2 separate regions of the Zea mays genome follow, and region 2 is linked to region 1. The links are chromatin contacts, called in public Hi-C maps. All regions are on one chromosome and are shown on one strand. Each heading gives the region's core, a stretch centred on a gene start, on an enhancer-like site or on the middle of the called end of the contact. The rest is flanking DNA. Distances are from core to core; before and after follow the strand shown.

The links. Hi-C and Micro-C count contacts between places; a contact is called where the count stands out from the background.
Region 2: a Hi-C map of ear shows a contact between it and region 1, with 3 times the contacts expected there. The contact joins the promoter of LOC100283930 here to the promoter of LOC100283567 in region 1. A contact is called at or near these places in 2 of 25 Hi-C or Micro-C datasets (ear and endosperm).

The regions. Positions count from the first base shown.
Region 1 is chr3:39,499,509-39,503,098 of Zm-B73-REFERENCE-NAM-5.0, forward strand. It overlaps LOC100283567, which reads left to right and starts at 2,019. Exons shown (of 2, transcript NM_001371947.1): 1 at 2,019-3,560. The coding sequence starts at 2,196. The coding sequence ends at 3,560. LOC100383468 (putative splicing factor 3A subunit 1) reads right to left here and starts at 1,492. Exons shown (of 2, transcript NM_001176116.1): 1 at 1-1,492. The coding sequence starts at 1,416.
Region 2 is chr3:39,847,604-39,850,978 of Zm-B73-REFERENCE-NAM-5.0, forward strand. LOC100283930 reads left to right here and starts at 1,407. Exons shown (of 10, transcript NM_001156828.2): 1 at 1,407-1,944; 2 at 2,037-2,093; 3 at 2,778-2,840; 4 at 2,921-2,977; 5 at 3,100-3,183; 6 at 3,364-3,375. The coding sequence starts at 1,546.

The DNA.
Region 1 (3,590 bases), core at 769-3,268:
TGCAAGGGTAGTTTCCTTGATCTTAGCCAACATCCTCTCTTTCTGCTCCTTGTACTTGGGATCAATGAGTGAGATGCGCATGTGTTCCTCCATCTCGCTGATGGGAATGAGCTCTCCAGTTATCGGTGAGACAACAAACTTAGTTGGGTCTCTCTCGGCAGGAATCCTCTCCTCAGGCCTCTTGTAGTTCTTGACAATCCTCATAGGTGTCTCGTCATCACCAGCAACATTAACTTGTGATCCTCCATCATTCTCCTCAAGCTGTGCTGCCCGCATTCCTTCTTCAACAAGTTGCATCTCCTCTTCATCCATCTCCATCTCAACCTCCTTAGCAGGTTCAGTCAAATCCATGGCTTCCTCCTCTCCCAAGTTCTCCATCCTCTTCTGACGCTTCAATTCCTCCAATGTAAGTGGCACAGGAAGCCCTTCATACTCATCATCTGCAAATTCAATGGTCTCCACAACAACAAAATCATGCCAATCAATCATTGACATTTGCATCCGTTCCTGCTCAACCTCATCCTCTGCCTGCTGCCTTGCCTGCTCCTGCGACCGATCCCACTCCAACCGGTTCAAGCATCTCTCCAACACTGTAGTCAGGTCCTTTGACCCCTCCCTCAGCTCTTTTAGCAGTGCAGGCACCCCCTCTGCCGGCCTCAGCACCCTGGAGTACGCATCTGTGAGCTCCGTAAAGAAGGGGAACATGCTGTGCGTGGGCCGGATGAAGTGGAACTGCATGTTGTTGCTCTCGCGCTGTGCCAGGCTCGTCAGGAAGTTCTTCCCGTTCCGCGCCACAAATTGGGCGGTCAGCTTGATGATGTCTAGCTCCTCCCCTGTGATACCCTCGGGCAGCCGCACCGTGTACAGCTCCGCCTTGGGTGGCACCAGCACCTTGGGCGGCGGCACCACGCGGAAGGGCGCGGAGTGGTCGGCCTTTGTGTCCACAGCGGCGCCATCTGCGGGTACGGCGGCGGCGCCGTCGGCCGGGGTCGACGCTGGCGCTTCGGCGGGAGCCGTGTCAGTCTCCGCGCCCGAGAGGCCGTCCGCGCTGGGCGGCGTAGCGGCTATCTCGGAAACGCGGTGCTGGTAGTAGGCGTGGTAGGGATCCGAGGGCTGGAGGAAGTTGAATTTGGCGTTGCCCTGGTTGAGGGAGATGATGCGGCGCTCGAACTCGGGTCCGTTCTTGGCGACGAAGGTAGCCGTCTTCTCGATAATGACGCGGATGTCGGGCGGAGGGTGGATGATGCCGATGGTGCGCGTGTGGGTGGCCACCGTCGCCGGGGGGTCCGTCTTCGCGCCGGGAGGGGGAGGCTTTGGCGGCGCCTGCAGCAGCTGCTGGTTGGCGTCGCCGCCACCGGTGCCGTTGCCATCCGGTGCGGGGAGGGTCAGGATGGGGGTGCCCATGGCGGCGGGCATGAGGATTAGGGTTTCGGCGGGTTTAGATCGGAACGGAAGGAGGGAGGGAGGGAGGTCGGGTCGAGACACGACAGACCCCGTCACTCCTACGAGACACGACAGACCCCGTCACGGCAGCCATACGAATATACGATTGGAGGGTTGTGGCCTTGTGGTTGTCGGTAATTGTTTTTTTTTTTGCAGTTGTGAATGGCTGCTTTTTTGCAGTTGTGAGTGATTTTTTTTACAGATAAACGATCCACTATTACTTCATAATCTTGCAGTATTCAGTGTTCCTATTGAATAATTTTTAGGAGCAAGGTCTGTAATGACTAATGACTGGGGTGTACACGGAGAGATAGTTGGGATGACAGCAAGTGCTCTGATGGGTGATGGGCAGGCTCGGCAGCCTGTTGGAGAAGGTAAGATCAGTATAAAATGACGTATTCCAAATATAAAAAATTTAATGGTTGCTAAAAAATTTCAATGGCAGATATCAAAACCAGAAAAAGTATATAATAACACATAACTAATTAACTTTTTTTTCATTTGCTTTCACTGTTGGAGAAAGCCTTGGAAGAGGAAGAAAAACCAACCGCCAATTCTGTTGGTGGGCCTTTCTTACATTATTCAGGTCCAGGTCACATGATGCACAGACAGCCCGTCCGACGCCGCGTTAGCTACTTGCCTACTTCAGCTATATGAAACGGCAAAAGTCTTCCCCTCGTTCCCCAATCTCCTCTCCATCGAAACCCTAGCACGACGCAATTCCCGTCTTCCCACGCCGTATCGCCGTTGCTATGGGCAAGAAGCGGAAGCTCGAGCCCAAATCGGCGGCAGGGTTCACGCCGGTTAAGGCCTCCCCGACCACCAGGTCTGCCACCGCTAAGGCCGCTGGTCTATCCGAGGTCCTCGCCCCCGTCGAGGCTACGATGGAGAAGCTGCCGCAGGGGGCAGGCGGCGAGGATGTAGAGGAAATCGAGGAGGTGGAGGTCGAGGAGGAAGTGGAAGTGGAAGAGGAAGAAGAAGGCGAGAGCGACCAGGCTTCGATCCAGGCGCTGCTGGATTCGTTCCCCAAGGACCAGCTCGTCGAGCTGTTACGCGACGCTGCCATCGCTCACGGCGACGTGCTAACCACCATCCGGCGCGTGGCCGACGCCGACCCGGCTCAGCGGAAGATCTTCGTACACGGCCTCGGCTGGGACACCACAACCGACACCCTCACCGAGGCCTTCGGCCCATACGGCGAGATAGAGGATCTCAAGGTCGTCACCGACCGCAACACGGGCAAGTGCAAGGGGTACGGGTTCATCCTCTTCCGTCACCGCTCCGGCGCCCGAGCTGCACTACGCGAGCCCCAGAAGAAGATTGGTAACCGCAGCACCGCCTGCCAGCTCGCCTCTGTTGGCCCTGTCCCTGGTGGTGCGCCCAACAGCGCTGCACCAGCCCCGGTTCAATTGCAGTTGCCACCAGTGTCAGAGTATACACAACGAAAGATATTTGTCAGCAATGTTGGTGCAGATATCGATCCGCAGAAATTGCTTCAGTTCTTTGCGAGGTTTGGTGAGATCGAGGAAGGCCCGCTTGGTCTTGACAAGGTCACTGGGAAACCCAAGGGATTTGCTCTTTTTGTCTACAAGACCATTGAAAGTGCCAAGAAGGCTCTTGAGGAGCCACATAAGCATTTTGAGGGAGTGATGCTGCACTGCCAGAAGGCGATTGATGGACCAAAGCCGAACAAATTAGGAGGAGCTGGAGGTTTTTTCGGTGCTGGAGCTTCAAGTGGGGGCAAGGGGTTTGCTGGTTATGGAGCTACTAGTCATTCTCTGCCCGGAACTGTTGGTATTGTCCAGCCAATGTCACCTCTGGCACCTGGATTGGCTTCATTGCCTGGTGGTATTTCTGCTGCCCCAGGTGTGGATCCTGCTCTGGGGCAGGCCTTGACAGCTTTGCTTGCCACCCAGCAGGGGGGTGGGCTGAGTTTTAATAGCATTCTGGGGGTCGGTGCTAATGGATCGGGGTTGCCTCCGCAGGGGCCAACTGGTGCATTGGGTGGTAGCAGCGTGCAGGGGATGCAAGGTGGTTATATGGGTGGCTACGGTGGTTCTGGTGGGTATGGGGGTGCTTCTTCAGGAGGCCCTGGAAGACATTACATGGGTCATTAGGTAAGATTTGGCAGGTAGATGCATCTAACT
Region 2 (3,375 bases), core at 157-2,656, 350 kb after region 1:
CATTGCGAGCTTTAGTCCTTCCAATCAATGACAGAAGTGTAAGCGTCTTCCCTAGCCCCATATCATCAGCAAAGATCCCGCCCTTTTAACGGCGGTGGTCGTTTCTCCGTCTTTTGATTGGTAAGCACGTTCTCGAATCCCCCATCTTCACCTTCTTGCCAGAAGGGCGGCAGGTCGGCAGACTCCTCCCGGTGCACCATCCACCCTAGCGCCTCCTTCTGGTGTCCGAAGAGCTCGGATAGCACGACATCCCCGGGCGGGTCCATGCGCTGAGTCTGATTCTTCCCTTCTTTCCCCACAAGCGAGAAGAGCTTATCGACATCGTGGTCGCGGTCCGGTTTCTTGAACTGCTCCATGACCACGCCCGCTTGGGAGAGGGTGAACTCGGGGTGGTCGACGTGGATGAGGTCGATGCCAGCCTCGTGGAGCGCGGCCTCGACGACGGAGGCGGCGGCGGGGCGCGCGAATAGGTGGACCTGGCAGGGGAGGCTGTAAGCGTTGGGGTTGATCTTCGAGCCCGACCGGGGCATGATGCCCTGCGCCACGACGAGGAGGTGGGAGTCGAGGAGTGGGGCGAGCACTGCCGCGAGGACGCCTGGGAGGTGGCCAACCTGGTCGTTGCGGGCGTTAAAGACGACGATGGCGTTGTTGTCGTACTGGTTGAGCGGCTCGCGGCCGGCGACCTTGCCGCGGTAGTAGAGCATACCAACGATCTTGGAGATGATGAAGCCCAGGAGGTAGGGCTCGTCGTCGTCATCAGCGGAGGCAGCGGCGCCGCCGCGGGAGGAGGAGGCCGCCATGGCCCGGTGACAGTGGGGGACGCAGGGGAGGAGGAGTGGAGGGTTTGGGATTGCGGGGTTGCACGGGGCATGCGCGCAGGGAGGCGGGCACGGTTGCGACGGCGGATTGCTCGGGACGTGCGCGCGGGGTATGCGGCTGCCGTTGCTGATGATGGATTGCCGTGCGCAGAGAGGAGGCGAGGGCAGTCTACACGAAAGCCTTAATAGTTAGTAGAGAATAGCTCTATCTTTAGATGTTTTAAACCGTTTAAAAAGATGTTTGATTGTGTTTTAACTTTTCCCAGACAAAAAGATAGAGTCGAGCCGAACGGACTCATAGACTAATAGTCCTATTAGTAAACTAAACTCCAAGTTAGATATCTCTTGTTATTTTAAATCTTATTTACCCCATTTATATCCATTTAATATAATTAAGTTATATTTGCTCTCAAATATTATACAGTATTTCGGAATGAAGCCGGATTGCTTTGGACAAAAATTCCCGATGCAGAGACCAGAGACCGGACGGGAGAAAAAGTTCGCCTGCGTGTCCACGACACACGCCCGCTCCAGAACGGTATCACATGCGGGTTTGATTATGCGTTAAGCACGACTATAATCCCTACCGAGCTATCCTATCCCTATCCCCTCTTTTGCTTTCCTTCCCCCGCCTGCTCAATTCTTCTCGTGCTGTCACCCCTTTCTTCAATCGCCTCCCGATTCCCGCGGGGCTCGCAGATCCCGGAAGGACACCCCGCCGCCCCCGATGAGCCGCCACCGGGTCGAGACCTGCGACTCGTGGCGGCCCCCGCGGAAGAACCACGCCGGTGCGCCGCCGCTCCTCCGCGCGGGGCCTCGGCTCCTCGCCTTCGCCTCGCTCTCCGTCCGCGACGGCGGGGACTCCGCCGCGGCCGTCGCCAAGGCGGTTGAGGAGGCGGTTGTCGTACGATCCGATGAGGTGAAGGAGGCGGTGGCCGGGGAGGAGAGGAAGAAGACGAAGTCGACGGAGCGCAGGCTGCCCCCCGCGGCGCAGCTGGTGAGCCATCCGCTCGCGCTGCTGGCGCTAGTACCCAACAGCGCCGCGATCTTTGCCGCGGGGGCCGCCGCGGGCACTGTAGCCAAGACCGTCACCGCGCCCCTCGACCGCGTCAAGATCCTCATGCAGGCACGCCACCCACCGTGCGGATCTAATTCGGTCTTCATACTATTGCTTTGCGGCTGACGCGATTTAGTTTTGTTCTTTTTTCATCTATCTAGACGCATAGCGTGCGGGTGGCGGGAGAGAGTGCCAAGAAGGGTGTTGGATTTCTCGAGGTAACCAATATGAGGCGCTTTTCTTTGCTGGATTTAGTTTCACCCTGATGCTGTGCATTCAGACATTACCTTCTGAACTTACATTTTCTGTGGAAATTTCTCATCTCCTGCGCTACGTTCTTTGTGGAAAATTCACATCGGTGGAATATTCTGAAGTACACCAGAGAAATATTCTGAAATACACCAGAGTTTATAGAGTGAATTCCTTTATAGAACTTATCTTAAGACTTTAACAGGATACGAGGTTCCCGATAACTTTCTTGCATCAATGCTAGGGATACGATTTATACTGGTCAATTGACAAATGACTGCATTAGGAAAAGAAATCCTATGCTTAATATAATATCAGCACAGATAAGAAAGCTTAATATACAAATCACTAATGAATTAATGGGCGTGTTGCATATGTCCTTGGATGGGGTCTCTTTTCCGAGTCTATGTCATGTTGCTTTCTGACATGCCTATTGAAAATAGGGATCCACAAATATGCTCAGGTAGTTATTGTGCAATTATAACATGGGTACTAACCATCCGACTGAACCAGTAATCCTAATCGTTTAGATGGGCTTGAATTGTGAATTATAATGCTTTCTTTAAAAAAAACATATGATAGGCGCTATCTGGAGTTAAATGGTTACGACTTTAGATAATATATTGTAATATAATGTATCTGCAATTATGCAGGCTATGGCAGACATTGGAAAGAAGGATGGGCTTAAGGGTTACTGGAAAGGAAACCTTCCACAGGTGCTTGATGTTCCCTATCATCCATGGTTTATCTTGCTGTGCTGTGCTGATTCCTATCCATCTCCCATTAACTTGTCCAGGTCATTCGCATAATTCCTTACAGTGCAGTGCAACTCTTCTCGTATGAAGTTTACAAGGTCATAGTTACTCACGGTTACACTTAGTCATCAATTTATTTTTACATTCTTTGTGATAGTGAGTTCTTCATTTCTCTCTCTCATAAGTCAGTAAGTCACAATGTTACTGCTTTTTAATTCAGAAAATTTTCCGGAGAAAGGATGGAGAGCTTTCTGTATTTGGGAGACTTGCCGCTGGTGCTTGCGCGGGCATGACATCTACACTTGTAATTTATTTTATCTGCTTACTAGCAAATGTCCCTGTATTTATGTTTTTGTTAGATATGGAATTTGAATATAGCTGGTTTCTTCTTTGGTCTATTTTTTCATGATACATAATTTTTTTCGAAATCCACAGAACACCATTTTTAGCACATTCAGAACTTTCTACTTGTACTTGCTTATAGGTAACTTACCCA